Linked DNA regions of Mus musculus: regions 1, 2, 3, 4 and 6 are each linked to region 5. The links are chromatin contacts, called in public HiChIP or PLAC-seq and Micro-C maps. All regions are on one chromosome and are shown on one strand. Each heading gives the region's core, a stretch centred on a gene start, on an enhancer-like site or on the middle of the called end of the contact. The rest is flanking DNA. Distances are from core to core; before and after follow the strand shown.

What was found. A called contact is a pair of places that touch in the nucleus more often than the background predicts. HiChIP or PLAC-seq counts read pairs in DNA pulled down with a chosen protein or histone mark.
Region 1: a contact with region 5 is called in a Micro-C map of embryonic stem cells, with 8 times the contacts expected there. The contact joins the promoter of Pax6os1 here to the promoter of Depdc7 in region 5. A contact is called at or near these places in 1 of 39 promoter capture datasets (hippocampal neurons) and 1 of 484 Hi-C or Micro-C datasets (embryonic stem cells).
Region 2: an H3K27ac HiChIP or PLAC-seq map of epiblast stem cells shows a contact between it and region 5, with 10 times the contacts expected there. The contact joins the promoter of A930018P22Rik here to the promoter of Depdc7 in region 5. A contact is called at or near these places in 14 of 39 promoter capture datasets (the 3T3-L1 cell line, the C10 cell line, the HPC-7 cell line and 7 more), 3 of 15 datasets of contacts at CTCF or cohesin (embryonic stem cells, large pre-B cells and stem cell-derived epiblast-like cells), 7 of 484 Hi-C or Micro-C datasets (the Ba/F3 cell line, embryonic stem cells and nephron progenitors), 10 of 115 datasets of contacts at active chromatin or transcription factors (astrocytes, bone marrow-derived macrophages, embryonic forebrain and 5 more) and 1 of 9 other capture datasets (embryonic stem cells).
Region 3: a contact with region 5 is called in an H3K27ac HiChIP or PLAC-seq map of embryonic stem cells, with 6 times the contacts expected there. The contact joins the promoter of Fbxo3 here to the promoter of Depdc7 in region 5. A contact is called at or near these places in 5 of 39 promoter capture datasets (the C10 cell line, HPC-7-derived erythroid cells, hippocampal neurons and 2 more), 2 of 484 Hi-C or Micro-C datasets (both in embryonic stem cells), 2 of 115 datasets of contacts at active chromatin or transcription factors (astrocytes and embryonic stem cells) and 2 of 9 other capture datasets (macrophages and pancreatic islet).
Region 4: a contact with region 5 is called in an H3K27ac HiChIP or PLAC-seq map of trophoblast stem cells, with 5 times the contacts expected there. The contact joins the promoter of Cd59a here to the promoter of Depdc7 in region 5. A contact is called at or near these places in 3 of 39 promoter capture datasets (the 3T3-L1 cell line, hippocampal neurons and pre-B cells) and 3 of 115 datasets of contacts at active chromatin or transcription factors (embryonic forebrain, embryonic stem cells and trophoblast stem cells).
Region 6: an H3K4me3 HiChIP or PLAC-seq map of stem cell-derived neural progenitor cells shows a contact between it and region 5, with 2.7 times the contacts expected there. The contact joins the enhancer-like site here to the promoter of Depdc7 in region 5. A contact is called at or near these places in 5 of 39 promoter capture datasets (the C10 cell line, HPC-7-derived erythroid cells, hippocampal neurons and 2 more), 4 of 484 Hi-C or Micro-C datasets (the HPC-7 cell line, embryonic stem cells and liver) and 4 of 115 datasets of contacts at active chromatin or transcription factors (astrocytes, embryonic stem cells and stem cell-derived neural progenitor cells).

Annotation. Positions count from the first base shown.
Region 1 is chr2:105,668,943-105,671,642 of GRCm38.p6, reverse strand. Pax6os1 (paired box 6 opposite strand 1) reads left to right here and starts at 1,313. Exons shown (of 4, transcript NR_002867.2): 1 at 1,313-1,407. It also overlaps a transcript of Pax6 not described here.
Region 2 is chr2:104,121,466-104,124,165 of GRCm38.p6, reverse strand. It overlaps A930018P22Rik (RIKEN cDNA A930018P22 gene), which reads right to left and starts at 1,397. Exons shown (of 2, transcript NM_026634.2): 1 at 837-1,397. The coding sequence starts at 1,335.
Region 3 is chr2:104,026,404-104,029,103 of GRCm38.p6, reverse strand. It overlaps Fbxo3 (F-box protein 3), which reads right to left and starts at 1,305. Exons shown (of 11, transcript NM_212433.1): 1 at 1,138-1,305. The coding sequence starts at 1,241. 4931422A03Rik (RIKEN cDNA 4931422A03 gene) reads left to right here and starts at 743. Exons shown (of 5, transcript NM_175161.3): 1 at 743-1,326; 2 at 1,817-1,882. The coding sequence starts at 1,881.
Region 4 is chr2:104,094,436-104,097,143 of GRCm38.p6, reverse strand. It overlaps Cd59a (CD59a antigen), which reads right to left and starts at 1,343. Exons shown (of 4, transcript NM_007652.5): 1 at 1,217-1,343.
Region 5 is chr2:104,741,448-104,744,166 of GRCm38.p6, reverse strand. It overlaps Depdc7 (DEP domain containing 7), which reads left to right and starts at 1,310. Exons shown (of 9, transcript NM_144804.2): 1 at 1,310-1,485. The coding sequence starts at 1,413.
Region 6 is chr2:104,042,725-104,045,424 of GRCm38.p6, reverse strand. Fbxo3 (F-box protein 3) reads right to left here. Exons shown (of 11, transcript NM_212433.1): 4 at 2,407-2,521. Among named protein-coding and RNA genes, the nearest start is that of 4931422A03Rik, 16 kb to the right of the region's middle. Within about 2 kb of position 1,309, at least 17 of the 459 cell types and tissues checked have an H3K27ac peak or open chromatin away from gene starts, as enhancers often do. A contact at or near this core is called in liver and stem cell-derived neural progenitor cells, where this site is marked.

The DNA.
Region 1 (2,700 bases), core at 64-2,563, 930 kb before region 5:
GACACCCTGAAATCCCATCGTTTTGGGATTTTTACAGATAGGGTGTCTAGAAAAGTTCTCTTTCCATTCTCCAACCCCGGGACATTCCTTCAAGTCTCCTTTTCTTCTAACCTCAGTACTAAAGAGGTAAGTGTTCAGCTTCAAATGAAAAGCTTGCTAAGGTCACCGCTCTATAGAATATGTCTGAACAGCTGCCTGGTAGAAGGGCCAGGGACTGACTCCTGCCATTTGTTTTGTTCAGGAGCTAGAAACGTGCAGGCCTGATGCTCAGGATTTTGAGACTGGGAAAGAGAGAGCAAATGTCAGGGCTGGCTCACTCCAGCAGCCTGGAACCGAACTAAGCACATCCTGACAGGCTTTTAAAATGACATTGATTGAGACAAGCTGTTCCCAACCCCAGTAAGAGTTAATCTGCCTGTTAATCAAGGCACTAAGGGGCTCAATGCGAGTTTTATTAGTGACTGGAGAGCAGAGGCAGCAGTAGCAAGGGATCAAAAGCTGAAATCCCAGATACTTTGTCAGTGCACACTCCTCCAAAAAAACAATGTATTTTTCAATTAGAGAACAATTTGGCGCTTTTCATCATTTCCTAACCCAGTCTCACAGATGGTGACTTGAAGCCTCCCCATCAGGGAAAAACTTGTGGGGATTGGGAGTCAGGGACAGAGCAATGAGGGATTAAGCCCTGGTTGTTTCCTCGGAGATCGGGGTCCACCTGGGAGAATATCCGAACTCTGGGATCAAGGCTCTGCAGCCAGATTCCTCCCGAAAAGAAAAGGAATGAAAAAGGGAAGCAAAAGAAAAAATAATACCACAAATACAGGCACTCGTCCTTCTAGGTCTGGCCAAGCATCTCTGCCAGTGCACTAGAAAGTTCTCATGCAAGATTTACTCTCTCTCTCTCTCTCTCTCTCTCTCTCTCTCTCTCTCTCTCTCTCTCCCTTTCCCTCTCTCTCTCCCTTACTTCTCTCTCCCTCTCTCCCTGGAAGCTGGATTCTCTTTGGTTTTCTTTTCCAAGTCTGGGCACTGGCGGAAATTTGAATACTAAGTTCTCCAATAATTCAAATGATACGAAGTCTGAGGGAGGAAAAAGTAGACACACCAATCCGATTTGCCCTCTGATCAAGGAGGGCAGCAGAGTAAGACCACAGCAGAGGAAGTCCCTGGCTCACCCTGGGCGCAGGGCGAGGACTCTGGTCAGAGGTAATTATGTCACCGCGTTTTCTCGCCGTGACAGCCGAATAAACACAATCTCCAATAAACATCTCTAATGAGGGAGGAGGCCCGAGGATGGCTGGTTTGATTTATGACTAGAGGAGAAGGTCCACTTCCTACTGCGAAGCGGGCAAACTGCTCACGGCTCAACTCTGGAATAAGGAACTCTCGGAGGAGAGGACCCCCGTTCAGGTAAGGTGCTCAGACTGGTGGCCACTTTGCCCGTGGCCTCCTTTCTATGTGAGGCGCTCAGAGGGGACTCTGCTCAGAGTTAGACTCCTGGGCACCTGTCACAGGTGCTTGAGAGCCAAACGATCTGGACAAGTGCCTCCAGCGGGTCTAGAGAGAGGGCGTCAGGAGCACGCGTGGGAGTGGGCGAGATCCAGGCCAGGCCTGCTACATGGCCTCAAATTTCCGGTGGGTTGCTCCGGTGCCCCGACTCAGGCAGCCTGAGCGGCTCCTGGTAAGCTTAGGGCTTGAGTGAGAGATTTTCCAACCTGGCGAAAACACCTTTTAGTTTAAGTTAGGGGTAATCACTTTCCTGACCCACTTCGGCCAAGTTCTGGCCTTCCTGGAGCCGGAGCATGGCTGGGTATCTCTCTCCAGGGCACTCAGCAACCGGGTTCCCCTGGAGCCCACATGCTTCCCGCCGAGGCAAAGAGCTCCGCCGCTGCTAGGAACCCGTTCCCGGTAACCCGAGCCCGCATTCTAGCTCAGTGAGAATCGCTAATTATTAGGTCTTCCGAAGGAAGCTCAAATCACACGCTGGGGCCTTCGCGCGCGCTGCCCAGCTCTGGAGGGCCGCATTCTTTCGTCCTGTGCTCCTTTCGGGGGAAACGAACCCCAAGACTTTGACTTCGATATGGAACACACATCTACACAACCTTGGGGAAACTTTTGTCGCAAGTCGCCCGACCTTCCGCGGGGTGCTCCATGAATTCGGCGCGAGGCTTGGTGGCTTCTCCAAGCATGAATGTCGCTAATTGCATCGGGGGAAGGCGTGTTGCAAACTGCATGCCCACCGCCTGCTTTTCTTAGGATCTCAGCGATTTCTTTAGACTGCGGCCACAGCCACCACCCTCCCACCCCCCACATCACCCCCAGCTCAGGGCCAGACGGGAAGTCCTCTCTTGAGACCACAACATTTTGTTACTTTTACAAAGAAGCATGCTTCGCAAAGACATCCCCTCCCCCTCACCCCCGTCCCATCCGCAGCAACTCCTCTACCATCTTTGTAAGCTTCCTTTAAAAAGAAAAAGAAAAAAATCAAGGCCGGGGCCACTCGGGGAGGGTTTCTATGACCTGAACACACAGGTTGCACGTCGGAGAGGGGCGCCGCTACTCTTGGGGTGAGTCTGGCTAGAATCAAAGCGGTTACCTGTGAGCCGAGGGTGGGGTGTCAGGTGAGTCTGGTGGCGCTGGTTCCCACACTTCTCAAAGCCGCTTCTCGGGGGGAAGTAGCAGATCTGACAACCGGGTTCTACG
Region 2 (2,700 bases), core at 148-2,647, 620 kb after region 5:
TGCATACCTACGTGTATCTTTTTTTTCATACTTCACCCCACTATGTGGCAGAGAGGACCAATTTAACCTGTTGTGCTGCAGAGGTGAAATTATCTTTCCAGAGCCATGTGCCTTCCTCTAATAGTCCAATTCAAGCCTTAGAACAGGGGGTGAATCAGGATAGCCTCAGGCTACTAATTCCTGAGCAATTTAATTAGTCCTTCTGGAAATATGGCTGGCTCTAACTGCCTTACTGTCCGCTAGAGAGGCATCTGTTCATATACCAGAGGATTCCTGCTTACATCAGCACTTGTTCTGCTCTGATGTGGATCCCCAAAACCTCAGACTTTAGACCAGATGTCAAAGTCCAAGATCTTGTCCGAGGGTTTGGGGCCCAGGGAAGGGCAGAGGCCAAGGCTCCTCAGTGAATGACTGTGGGGCTTCAAGGTCTGGGCGATTCTTATGATCTCCTTCCACCCACAGACCCAGCTTAAGATTTGAATACTGAAGATTAATGTCTCTAGAGATAGGGAGCCTGTTGTGGGTGGAGCTCTAGATTACAGAAATGTGGTCTTACTGTGTAGGACTGCTAAATTTAAGAAGAGTGTGCTTCAGGTGTGAAGAGTCAGTGTCAAATTACTTCAAGGGCTAGCCCCTAAGGGTTTAAAACTAAAGGGCTTGAATAGCTCAGGTGTGTGGGGAGGCAGGGGTCGGTTGAAATTCAGCACGTGGGGGTCTGAACCTCTGGAGGACAGATATTTGGGGGTGGAACTCCTAGGGCTGGGGTCACATTCTGTTGCCTGACTCTAGGGGGCAATTAAGGCAGCTAGGATTGGGCTCGTTTGGCAGTCACGCACAGCGCTGGGAGTCGAAGCCGTCCCCAGTGATTGTGAGCAGCTCCAGCTCCTTAATCCGGATCTCTAGCTCGCACAGCTCCTCAGGGTGGGAGGCGGATGCGAGCCAGGGGGTCGTGGAGCCGGGGACCAGGGCCGAAGTTGCCATCTCGGGGCCTGGAGGCGGCGAGTAGAAGAAGCGCAGAGGCTCGTAGGGAATAGAAGCCAGGCCGGACGGCCAGGGAGGAGGACACGGGCGCTCGCTGGGGGGACCCAGGCCAGGCGGCGGCGGCGGCACCGTAGCTGGGGGTGCCAGAGGCAGGGATCGGACCCCCGCTACTCCTGCCACCCCGGCCGCCGGCGTCCCGCCCGCCTTCAGCGGCACGAAGAGCTTCTTCCAGATGTTAAAATCGCTCAGCGGAGACGACGAGATGCCCCGGTCGTAGAGCGACGGAAAGTAGAGGGGCGGGGCCGGCCGCTGGCTCATCTTGGGGTTCTGGCTGCCGCGCCGCCCCTTCGGCATCTTTTGAATGGGAGGCTGCGTGAGAGGAACCCCGCGCCGGGAGACGCGCGCCAAAGCCCCGTGTCTAGGAGTTCGGAGATTCCACAGGCCCCGCCCCGACGGAGCGTGGCCCCACCCTTCGCTCTAGCTACGCCCCTAGGAGGCGGAGCTCTGGAGAGCAGAGGCCCCGCCCCACGAGTCAGCTTCGGGCAAAGCTATCGTCCTTGACCTCTTTTGGTGCAGCTGCTGCCCTGCACTACCCGCCCCAAAATAGCCCAGGCACACTTTAGTCTCGGGCCCTAGACTCCTCCCAGAAGCCTTCAATTCTTTTCTGCTGCTAATACTGCACACAGAGTTGGCCGAGGCTGAGAGAGAAATTCAGCTTTCTCCTTTTATCAGGGAGTGGAAAATATTTCCTAACAACCAGACCCTTTGTCCTAGCAATCTTGACTCATTATTTAGAAACTGAAAAAAAATGTGTGGCTGACTTCATTCTCTACAGAGGGAGAAAAGGAAATTTTTCTGGTAAATGTAGAGATGCTATGGAATATTCTGGAAATGGGGAAGCAGTCTGAGTTTGTAATGACCCTGAGGCAAACAACTTTTTTTTTTTTTTTTTATGAAATGCAGTTTAATTCTCTTCTGAACACATAAGTTATCAGGAGCTGACAGGCAGCAAAACACCAAAAGGAAATTATGGGGCCCACCTCAAACACCACACCCATCCCTGAGAACTGGATGTTCTGTCCAAGAGACATGTACAGCTCATTTTTATGAACTATGAGCCAGTAACTAAGGAGAAGTCAATTTCCTTCAGGCTGCTTACTCTTTTAATGATCACCTGCAGGAATGAGCAGGGAGGGTTGGAGGTCATGGAAGCGCAGGCTCAGCTCCGTGAGCGAACTTGTGTATACAGATATGTGCTAAATACATGGGGTGGGGCAGCAAAAGATGGAGTCTGATATCCAGACTGCTAGTCTTGGGCAAGCAGTTTGACTTGGAGGAGAGGCTGGTTGTTTGCTTTTGTGTAACCCAAGTTGGATTAGAACTTCCCATGTGGTCGGCCACATAATTCCAGCAATCCTCTTGTCTCTCTTACCTGGCAGGCGTCAGAGACGAGCATCACCATGCCTAGCATGTCGCTGGACATGTACATGTTTTCTCTCTTTTCCTTTTTAAGTTTTATTGTGTGTGGAACCATGAGTGTGTGTGTGTGTGTGCACTCAGATGCCCACAGAGGTCAGGAGGATATGGGTGCCGGAGACTGTATCAGATCAGGGTCTTCTGCAGGAGCACTCAATGCTCGTACCGGACTAACCCATTTCAATAGCACTGTTTAGTTGTTTGTAAAATAGGTCTGAGCCCCTCCTCCACCTCCTGCATCAA
Region 3 (2,700 bases), core at 56-2,555, 720 kb after region 5:
AGAAAGAAGGCTATCTAAATAAGAAGTTATAGCAATAAACTATTTCAGATGAAATACATTTGAGCTGGCCAACCTTTCCTACAGAAAAACTTTCTGTGTGTTAGTACAGGCTGAGTAGGGGGAAGTGTGTTTTTTGGAAAGACAAATGTCTTAGCAGGTACGAGTGGAGGCCATAACAGAAAACCCAGGAAATATCTCTGCCACCACTTAGCTACCTGTAACTCCAAGAAATCTGTACCTCTTAAAGGCCCCTAAAAACAGAGGACATAGATGCCCAGATTCCAGTAATGAAGCAAAAACCAAAAGTGTGTCTTCCCCATGTGAGAGGGCCATTTTGCAGCCTCCACAAATATATACGGAAGCACAAGAAACCCAGGCTATGCGGTCAAGAATGTAAACAATCCTGACACAGGGGGTGAGGGTGACAAGAAAGGGGCACACGGCAGGACCATTTGTCCCTCCACGCTAAAACAGTCCTGGTTTCTGAAAGAATTCTCGCATGCCCGGTGTTTATTTTTGGAGTAAATGCTGGTCATCTGGGAAACCCTAAGGTAACTGCAGTCACCTGTAAGGCCTCACCGGAAGTCGGTGACAAAACCCAAAATCCAACCACCCACCATAAAAAGGGAAACTGACAGCCAAAAAAGTCGCCGACACAAGACAAAGTGTATGCTGCCCGCGATCACGATGGCATCAGAGTCAGAAGGTCGCAGGCCTTCTCGCGCGCGTTCTACCTGCCCACGAGGGCTCTGGTCATCAGGGACCCCAGGCGCGACAGGGATGCGCGTGGGCCGAGACAGTGGCCTTTCCACAGCGCTAGACCAGGCCCCAAAGGGCCAGCGAGGGTCCGCGGGGTGCAGGACCAGGGAGCCACCTCTCTCTTCCGCAACCCGGCCTAGCCGAGGCTTGAGGGAGAGGGCGCTAAGTTCCCGGGGACCTAGGCCTGGGCAGGGGTAAGACCTGGATGCCCAGACCGCTCCCCCGAGTCTCCTTCAGCCCCCCGGGGCGCTATGCGGGATAACGGCCGCCTTGCAGTCACCCTGCTGCGGAGGGAGCCCACGTCCAGCCAGCGACCCCGGGCCTCCTTCCCTGCCTCCTTCCACGTTCCCACCCCTGCCGAGAGCACCGCCCCATTACTTGATTAGGTCCCTGTAGTCCACGAAGGATAAGATGAGCAGCAGAGGGTCGGTGGGCAGCGACTCCAGGGTCAGCAGCCCCGTCTCGGCCTCTACGGCAGCCATCTTGCCCGGCCCGCTGCAGCCTTGGCACCACCCCGGCCCCGCCCCCGCCCCCGCCGCCCGAACCGCTCGGCGGCCGCTAGCACAGGTTAGTTATGTAACTGTCACCCGGCCCCAGCCCCGCCCCCGGGATGCCCCGCCCACCCCGCGGTCAGCCCTGCGGGGGCGCTGCTGTCCCTGCCAGTCTGTTTCTGAGTCTTTGGTCTCTTCTTCCACGCATTTTATATCTCGTATCCTCAAAGCCTCTCCCTAAATCTTACACTAACCCTACCTGGCCTTTGGGTCCCAAACCCATTGCTTCATTTCCAATCCATGGTCTCTGTTGCCAGCCTCGGACTCCCATTGCCACTCACCCCCACCTGCACTCGGAATTGCTGCTCTGAGCCCTGTCCACTTAGCAAGGAAGGAATGATGGGGAAAGAGACACAGGGGAAGGCATTCCAACTTTGAAATGATAGGGAGGTTATAATTCTTCCATGGCCCACAAGGCAAAAAACTGTCCTTCAAAAAAACCGAAAATGACCTCTGGATAAATTCCTTGTCCAACAAATGTTAATTGCCCAAGCCCTTACCACCAGGCTTCTAAACCTACTGGTCCCAGAGAAAGTTTCTTCCAACTACTTAAGTGTAAGAAATAATCAAATGTGAGTATTTTCCACCAAGTGCTATAAAACTTGTGTTTAGGACAAGGAATTTGATTCTTTTTAACCTTCTGAGCACACCCTCTTGATAAACATAAATTTGTCTTGTCTAGACACAATAGTTGGAGTGGTGGTCTCTTTCTTTTCTGAACCGGCCTGCAGGTCTGTCTGCAAGGGAGAGAGTGGGGATGGAGGGGCAAGAGATTCGAAGAATGGAAACAAGACAGGGTATATAAGCACAAGCTGGGGAGTCCAGGATGTGTCTGAGAAAAACAGGATATTATTATAGTGTGTTCAGCTGTGGTGGGCTGCTTGCAAAAACATCATGCTAGGAAAACAAGTCTCTCATCAGGGTGGAAAAGTACCAACCTGTAAGTAAATAGCCCGCGATGGCTGCAGAGATGGTAGTAGTTTCTGCTAAGAGTCAGCTCCCAACAATTTTCAACCTCAAACTTTCTTTCTTTCTTCCTTCCTTTCTTCCTTTCTTTCTTTCTTTCTTTCTTTCTTTCTTTCTTCTTTCCTTCTTTTTAAAGATTTGTTTATTATATGTAAGTACACTGTAGCTGTCTTCAGACACATCAGAAGAAGGCATCCAATCTCATTACAGATGGTTGTGAGCCACCATGTGGTTGCTGGGATTTGAACTCTGGAAGAGCAGTCAGTGCTTTTAACCGCTGAGCCATCTCTCCAGCCCTCAAATTTATTTCTAACATCAAGACAGAGGAGGGTATGATATAGCCTGCCCTTCTGACGAGTTTCTCTCAACTACTTTAACTTGGTTGACATGGCAAATTCTCAGCCTACAAGTAAAAAGTAAGGAA
Region 4 (2,708 bases), core at 94-2,593, 650 kb after region 5:
GGGGGGGGGAGAAAAGGTTCTGAGAGGGCTAGAGGGATGGAATTACCTGATCCAAGACAACAGGGCAGTCTCAAAATCACTTTGGATGTATCTTGCTTTTTACTTACCAAGGTCTGGAAGCTAAGTGACTTAACATAACCCAGTGTTAGCAGTCTCATGGGCCTTACGGGCTTGGACATGCTGTAGCTAAGCCTACAACAGACCCCAAAAGTCCTTTCTTCAGTTCAAAGCAGTAATTACATCAGCAGCTTAGGACAAAGCAAAACACCATCACAATGGAAAGGCCCCTCCCAGCCACCTGGTGGCTCCATAAGCACTTCAGAGCTCTTGAAATTGCACAGATCTGGACTTCACCTAAAATGGCCTCAGTCTCTTAACAACTTATCTCAGGATCCTAAATCCCTGGCTCATCCCAACTCCCACCCTAAAGTCCATTTGATTTTGTTTTTGTTTTCCTTCTACTTCTTTCAACCCGCCCAGTGAAAAGGGAGGTTTTTCATTTATAGCAAAGTACATGCCAAACGTTTTTCAGCATGGTCAGGGCATAATGAGGTAACTCCTCCTTAGTCTTCCCAGAAGGATAACAGCAAATGTTGTGAGCTCCCTTGATTGTCGTTCTGACGCGGTCATTCTGTGTGTCTGGCCGGAAGGACTGGAGAAAAGGTGCCCTGAGGTGGGTCTCCGGAACATTGGCTGTTTTCCACATTCCAGGAGATCAACCATGAGCTACCTTAGTGCTCACCACTACCCTGTGAAATAAGTCCTTTCCCTTTACTGATGAGAAAATAGGATTTAATAGCTTCCTTTCGACACCTACGAACGAAAAGGAAAGGTTCTTTTCAAAGTCTGCCCTCAGACTGCAAGGTGGCCGGGCCCATGGACCAAAGATATCCACTAGAGCAGCTACAGATTTGGACCTCAGCAAGAACTGCAGTGAGTTCTTCCAAGCTGAGGTTAGCCCTCAGGCCCCGGGAGACCGACTTCACTGAGAGGCCAGGGGTGCCCTGGAGTCAGGCGCTCAGGGAATGCCTAGCTCCAGCAACCGCTGAGTAGGAAGCAGAGTGCAGGCTGCGGCAAGAAATCGCTATAACAAAAAAGGTCAGAGGTACAGGCCTGAGAGAGGCCTCCCGAGGGACAGCCCGGACGCATGCGCTGCCGAAGCACCCCCACCTTCCACCCGAGGCTCCGCTCCAGCCAACTCTGTGCCCTTGCTTACCTGCAATCTTAGAGTCAGCTAGATCCTGCTCTAGACACTTTTCAGATCGCCAGTGACTGTGCTCATGCTCTGACTGCTGACAGTACACAGCAATGCAAACCAAATCCACTGGCCACGCCCAAGAACTGATGGCCACACCCCCACCACACCCCCTGGGCTCCTATGCCTTCTAGTCACTGCCTTTTCCTCTGTCAGAGAGCATTTGGCTGCCAGAACCAGAATCTCTGGAAACCTAGGATACAGGAAAGGCTTGCATTTCCCTCTGATTTCTTACTCCTAACTAACACCCTAAAAGGCTCTTGATTTTCCCTTTCTTTAAAAACAAACAAACAAACAAACAAACAAAACCACAATGTTTTTGTGCCCATGTTTGCTAGTGCCCAGAACTATCTCTTGACAAATCATAGATATCTTTCCAGGCCATACATCGTGGCTTGCTCCTACTCTCAGGTCCTGACAGCCTCCAAATACTCTTCAGACACAAATGCCATCTATTTTGTTTGGAATGAAGACAAAATCCCGTTGGTCATTAGAAACCTTTGTGGACTGGCCAGGGGCCAGAACTACGTGAAGTTGTGATACAGAGGTGCCTTTATCATTTGGAAAGACTCATAAGCAGGAAGGAAGCCAGAGGGGAACAATAATTTTTTTTAAAATATTTATTTACTTATTTATGTAGCTGTCTTCAGACACTCCAGAAGAGGGCATCAGATTTCGTTACGGATAGTTGTGAGCCACCATATGGTTGCTGGGATTTGAACTCAGGACCTTTGGAAGAGCAGTCGACGCTCTTAACTGCTCAGCCATCTCTCCAGCTCCGGGAACAATAATTTTAAAAAGAGTAAACATTCCAAGAGGCTGGCCTCCTAAGGGAACAAGAAATGCTCTGTTGGTTTTTCTTTTTTTAAGTCTTTCTGCCCACAGGAACATTTCCTGGTGGGGCTGTTGTTGTTGTTGTTGTCGTCGTCGTAGTCGTCCTCGTCCTTGTTTGTTTTCACCTGTAGTATCTATCCCCTGGCATGCAGTGAGTCTGTATCTGCTGTGTCCCAAATGACAAAGGAGGTCAGGAACATCCACTCTTTCCCTAGCCTACCAACAATTACAGAGTCTCCGAGCTATAGAAGAAGTACATAAAACACTTGTAGACCAAAACAAATAGGAAGAGTGGGGAGTCACCAGCTAGGATGCCCTAAACAGATTTGTGCTATTTGTCCTCTTGTACAAACTTTGATTTCTAGGATGGGATGGGCACAGAGTACCCTACTGGGCTTGGTCCTGAACCATTTTAAGGACTTTCACCTAGTCTCAGAAGACTCTGGTCCCCACAAACTCACCAACTTTTGCAGGAACAAATGACCCATCTATAAAGCAGCATGGCCTGAGGAGAGGACTTTCCATCTCCCCATCATTTACAGGGTGAAGGCTGTGGTTTTGGAGCCCAGGGCCACCTGGACCAAGCTCTCTATATATCACCACATGGCAATACCTGGTC
Region 5 (2,719 bases), core at 61-2,560:
GCTAGTAAAGCAAGAGCTGTACCTGCTGAATCGTCTCTCTAGCCCCCGCCCCCCAGTTAGCGTTTCTTCTAGGCCCTGCCCCATAGTTACCTGGCAACAGCCAGGTATGCCTGCCTGACTCACTGTAAAAGGGGCTGCTTGACGCCTCCTCACTCTCTTACCTACCATCTTACACTCTTCCCTCTCTGTCCCTCCCCTCCCCTCCCCTCCCCTCCCTCCCCTCCCCTCCCCTCCCCTCCCCTCTCTCTCCCTTACCCTCTTAACTCCTCCCCAAACTCTATTCTATACTATACTCCTTGTGTGACTGGTATCTCAGGGGGAACGGATACCTCAGCATGGGCCTGCAGAGGAACCATTCTACCACAACATACCACGCCTCCACCAAGCATATCCCTTCCTTCTTTTTTATAAAACACAACACCCCCCAAAAGAGGTAGAAATCTATAGAAAGGGCAACAGTTGCGAACAAATGCCTTTATTCCCACTCAGGAGATAGAGGTAGCCAGAGATTTTCGAGTTCGTGGCTAGCCTATTCTACAGAGCAAATTCTAGGACCGCCAGGGTATATAGAAAGACCCTGACTTTATTCAAAAGAAGAAGGGAGGGGACGGTCATGCATCCGTCAGCTAGGTTAATGATCTCCAACATCATTCAACCTTGCCGACTTAACCCAGCACTGGGTCCCTGGTTTCTCTACCTCAATTACCCAAGAAACTGAAGCGCTCCCAGCAGCAACCCTCTCTCCTTCCCCCTCCAGTTTGTTCTTCCATGCTCCCCTTCCCGGTGCTCACCAGACCCAGGGTTAATTTAGAATCAACACAGATTTCCTTGGCAGGAAGCCCCATGATCTTTGTTGTTGCGGTCCTCTGACCTCTAGACATTGCTCTCCTAGGCTAGATAAGGTTTTGTTTGTTCTTTAGAGGGACAGGAAGGAAAAAAACTCCAAGTATTTATTATCCTGACACACTTGGGAGCATTTATGGTCCAAATACGAATTGCTAAATGTCGGTTCAGGTAATTCTCATTAAAAGCCCAGCCAACCTGGTCCTAATACTAGCAGGTGAGAGCAGAAAGCACTGAGACCTGGAGCAATAAGACTCCGGTTGGAGCGAGGGCAGATCCTGGAGGGACACCTTGGGACTCAGCGGGTCTAGCCCCGGGCTAGTACCGACTAGCACTGGAAAAGCCATGCCTAAGTACTTTCTACCTGGACACCGCCCGCCTGGAGCTGCCTGGGGCGTTTTGGAGCGCAGAGGCTTGGAGCCAGTCTGTGAAACACGTGATCGCCAGGGGCGGAGCCCGCCGGGAGCCCCGCTCCCCGGGAGTTAACCCGAGGCTTCGGCGCGGGCGCGCAGTCTGTGGAGCAGCGGCAGCAGCGGCGGCGCGGGCACGGAGTCCAGCCCGCCGCTGACATGGCCACGGTTCGAGAGAAGGCGGCGGCGCTGAACCTGTCGGCTCTGCACAGCCCTGCACAGAGACCTCCGGGTGGGTCGGAGGGCCGCGGCAGCGTGGGGCGGGCGCGGGCTGTGGGCGGGCGGTGCGCTCCGCGGGCTGCGCGGCCGCGAGGATCCGCTTTCTCCTCCTGGGTGGGCAGCCGGCCACGGGCCACGGGCCACGGACCCCGCCGCAGCCAGAGCTCGGCGTTTTAGGAACTTTACCAAACTTCGCTCGCAGTGGGGGTTAGGCTCCACAGCCTGACTTGTGACACGCGCGGAATTTTGAATAGTTTCCTGGCCAGCGTCTGGAGAACGAACTCTTGACTGCATGGTGGGATCAGAGGTCGGTGGCTCCCAGACTCAGGAGATGAAGTAATATTGTGTAAATTTAACACTTTCGCTACAAGCAATGTTTCAGTGAAGCCCCCATCACCCCCCCCCAACCCCTGATCTGATAGTTACATGACTTTGGGAGACAAATGTATTGAATCATTGAGGGCGGGTGTAAGATCTTTGACCCGAATCCGATAATCCGTTCTAAAATTCTGACTCTTAATTCTGCAAATAAGGAGATATTTGGATTTGTTTGGATAAGGTGCCACCTTTCCCCCTTTCTGGAACTGCGGGATAGAGAGCTGGAGAAATTGGCTCTCTACCAAAGCTTTTCATTTGTAAAATGCCAACTTGCGGAAACAGTGATTCCTTCCCCTAGGTCAGAAAAGTGTATCTCAGTGGTCCCAGCTATTGTGTTTGACTGACTTTACTAATCAATGCTCCACATAATCTCCAAGATCTTAATGATGAATTTTGCTAGAGAACTGCTTTCTCGGTACAGATTATAAAAGCGGCCTATAGTCCAGCTGTAGAGGTGTAAGCCCTCAGTCCTACACTGGGGAGGCAGAGAGAGGTAAGGCCTCTGAGTTCCAAGTCAGCTCTACACAGAAAGTTCCAAACCAAACAGTTAAAAAATGAGACTGTCTCAAAAAACAAAACAAAACAAAAAAAACCCCAGCAAACAAGATCTGACCACTTACTGCTCTCACCTAACAGGCTCTGATCACTTTATCACTTGACATGGCACTGGAAATTGTTGATAGCTTTAGGCTCTCTCTGGTAAATGGGATTCCCAAATTCACCTACTTTAACTCGGAAGGTCTTTCCTAACAGCTGAAATGTCAGTTCTGGGCTCTGGACATTTGTGAACAGGTTTTTAGGTGGTGAGAGGGAATGCATTTTAAAACTGGGTAGCTAGCTGACTCACTGTGGGAAGGTTTGACCTGTGT
Region 6 (2,700 bases), core at 60-2,559, 700 kb after region 5:
AACTGAGATGATCGGCATTAGAATTGTCACCATGCCCAGCCACACACTGGTAACTTTCTAAGAACTAGTTAGCATAGAAATTCTAAACCAAGAATATCAAAACCACTAACATTGCTATATATCAAATTCACTCTTTTAATCAGAAAGATTCTGATTTAGATTTTAAAATTAAATGCGCGCACACACACAAACACACAAACACACACACACAGACACACACGCTCAGACACACTCAGCAAATGGCAAATACCTAAAATTCCAGCTGTTCAAAAGACTGAGAAAGGAATTATAATGAGGTTAAGGCCAACATAGACTACAAAGTAAGACTTTGTCTTCAAAATTAAAAAAACAAAAAATCTATCTTATTATATACTGAACTGCCAGTACTTCTGTGATTTGCTACTTATGTATATTCATAAATGCATACACATATATTAATAGCTAATTTAATGGGGGAAAAGGGATAACTTTTCTGACATTTTATCTTGGATCAACTTTCAGCTTATCTCATGAAACCAGAACTACTGGTCACTGGTAAAGAGTCCTCTTACCAAGTCTGACGTCTTGGGATGGTGTATGGATAGGCAGATAGATAAGTAACTTTTTATTTTAAGTTGTATGTCTATGTGTGGATGTGACACACACACACACAGAGAGAGAGAGAGAGAGAGAGAGAGAGAGAGAGAGAGTGTGAGAACACAAGAACAGGTGCCAGAGGCATTGCAAGTCCCTGGAGTTGGGATTTCTGGCCACTGTGAGCTGCCTGATGGGGGTTGGGAACTTGGGACCTCTGCCAGAGCAGGACTCACACTTAACCACTGAGCCATCTCTCCAGCCCCTTAACCTGCCTGTTGATGAACCATCCTTGATACTCTGTATTCTGAGTACTTCACTTTGTATTATCAGTAGGATCTCATTGGAGAATCCCAAGACACACTCAACCCAGATGTGAAATCATTAACAGTTTCCCATAATTCTTCACTGTAGTGTTATTTATCTTGTGTGTCTGGCCCTTTAAAGGATCCCCAGTTGCTAGTCAACGTGCCCTTTAAGAATTCTTAGCTGTTTGTTAGAACTGCTTGATCCTATGACCTTCAGTGTTACTTGCCTCTTGGATTTCTGGAAACACGATAGGATATTTAAAAAAAAAATGGAGCTGAGGCGGGGGGGGGGGGGGGGGGTGGCAGAGCGAGAGAAGGCAGTTGGTCCAGAAAATAGTGTTAGGAGACAGTTGAGCCAGGAGAAGGAGCTGAGCAGACAGAAGAGAACAGTTGTTACAGTTGGGAGCTGCTAATGTTGGGAAAGCTGGGAGAAGAGACTGTTTACACAGACTGTTGCGTACTGTTGGGAGACAGTTTAAAGGGGCTGGGCTGGAAAGTGGGAGCAACAGTTGGGAAAGAAATTAGATTCATGGATTCTCCTCTCTCTCTCTCTCTCTCTCTCTCTCTCTCTCTCTCTCTCTCTCTCTCTGTGTGTGTGTGTGTGTGTGTGTGTGTGTGTGTGTCCTCTGTCCTTTATCTTTCTTGCTCTCCTATTCAGTGTTAGGGGGGGAGAAAGCAGGGGGAGAAAGGTTGGGAAAAAGAAGAATCCACACAGTAGCAAGGGCCAGCTACACAGTACATAGAGAGCAACAGCAGGTTCCATTAAGAACAATGCACCATTCTTTTTGCATTCTTGGTATTTTATAAATATATTATCTTTGAAATAGTTTAATTCCATGGAAGTACAAAAAAAAGACATATTCAAAGTTTATAGCTTTAAAAATTGTGAATAAATGTGATGGCTACTATATGGTCTTCATTTACCAAAAACAAAAAACAACAACTAAGAACCCCCCAAAACAAAAAGACTTCCATGAATACAACTTACAAAGTTTTTTTTTAAAGGCCATTCAGTTATAGGATGTTCTTGATTATGACAAAACTCTACTTTCCTTAGTTTGGTGTACACAGCTCTGAACAAATCATGCTTTTTGCATGTATAGTAGACAGAATGTGCATTAAGTTCCTAAAACATTTTACCTAGCTTGTAACAGAGTAACCACACCACATCAAGCCATTCAGTCAAATGCACTCACAAATATGCACACATGCACAAATATGCACACATGCACATCCCCTCCTGCACCCACAGCTTCCTTCTCAACCAGATCTTACTTTAATCATAAAAATGTGCTGGCAGGAATAATGCTCTTATAAGTCACATTTATTTTGGTAAACTTTAACTTAATCTATACATATTACATTATGGACTGCTATAAGGAAAAGGAAGGAACCCCCCCATACATACATTTCTTATACATGTTTAGTAAAGATAGCTAAGAAAAACTATGAATAAAATGTAATTTGATTCATTCTAGAAAGTAATACCCATTTCTGAAAATTACTAAAACATCAAACACCTTACCCCGGCACCACTAACTTTTGCCCGTTGTGGATCCGGTATGAACAGCGATAATCATCCGGGAGCTTGCAACCGATCTGAGCTTCGACAGCATCCAGGTCTTCCTCACGTGCGCCCTCTGCAAATACACACCCGAGACACAAGTGTGTGCGCAAATACACACCCGAGACGCAAGTGTGTGCGCACACTCAGACTTCAGGGTAGTCTAGGTCAGCTGTCAACCCATGAAACCATCTTATGACAAGTGAATTCCGTTTAAAATATACTGTCAAAATACCAGACACTGAATTGGAAAAT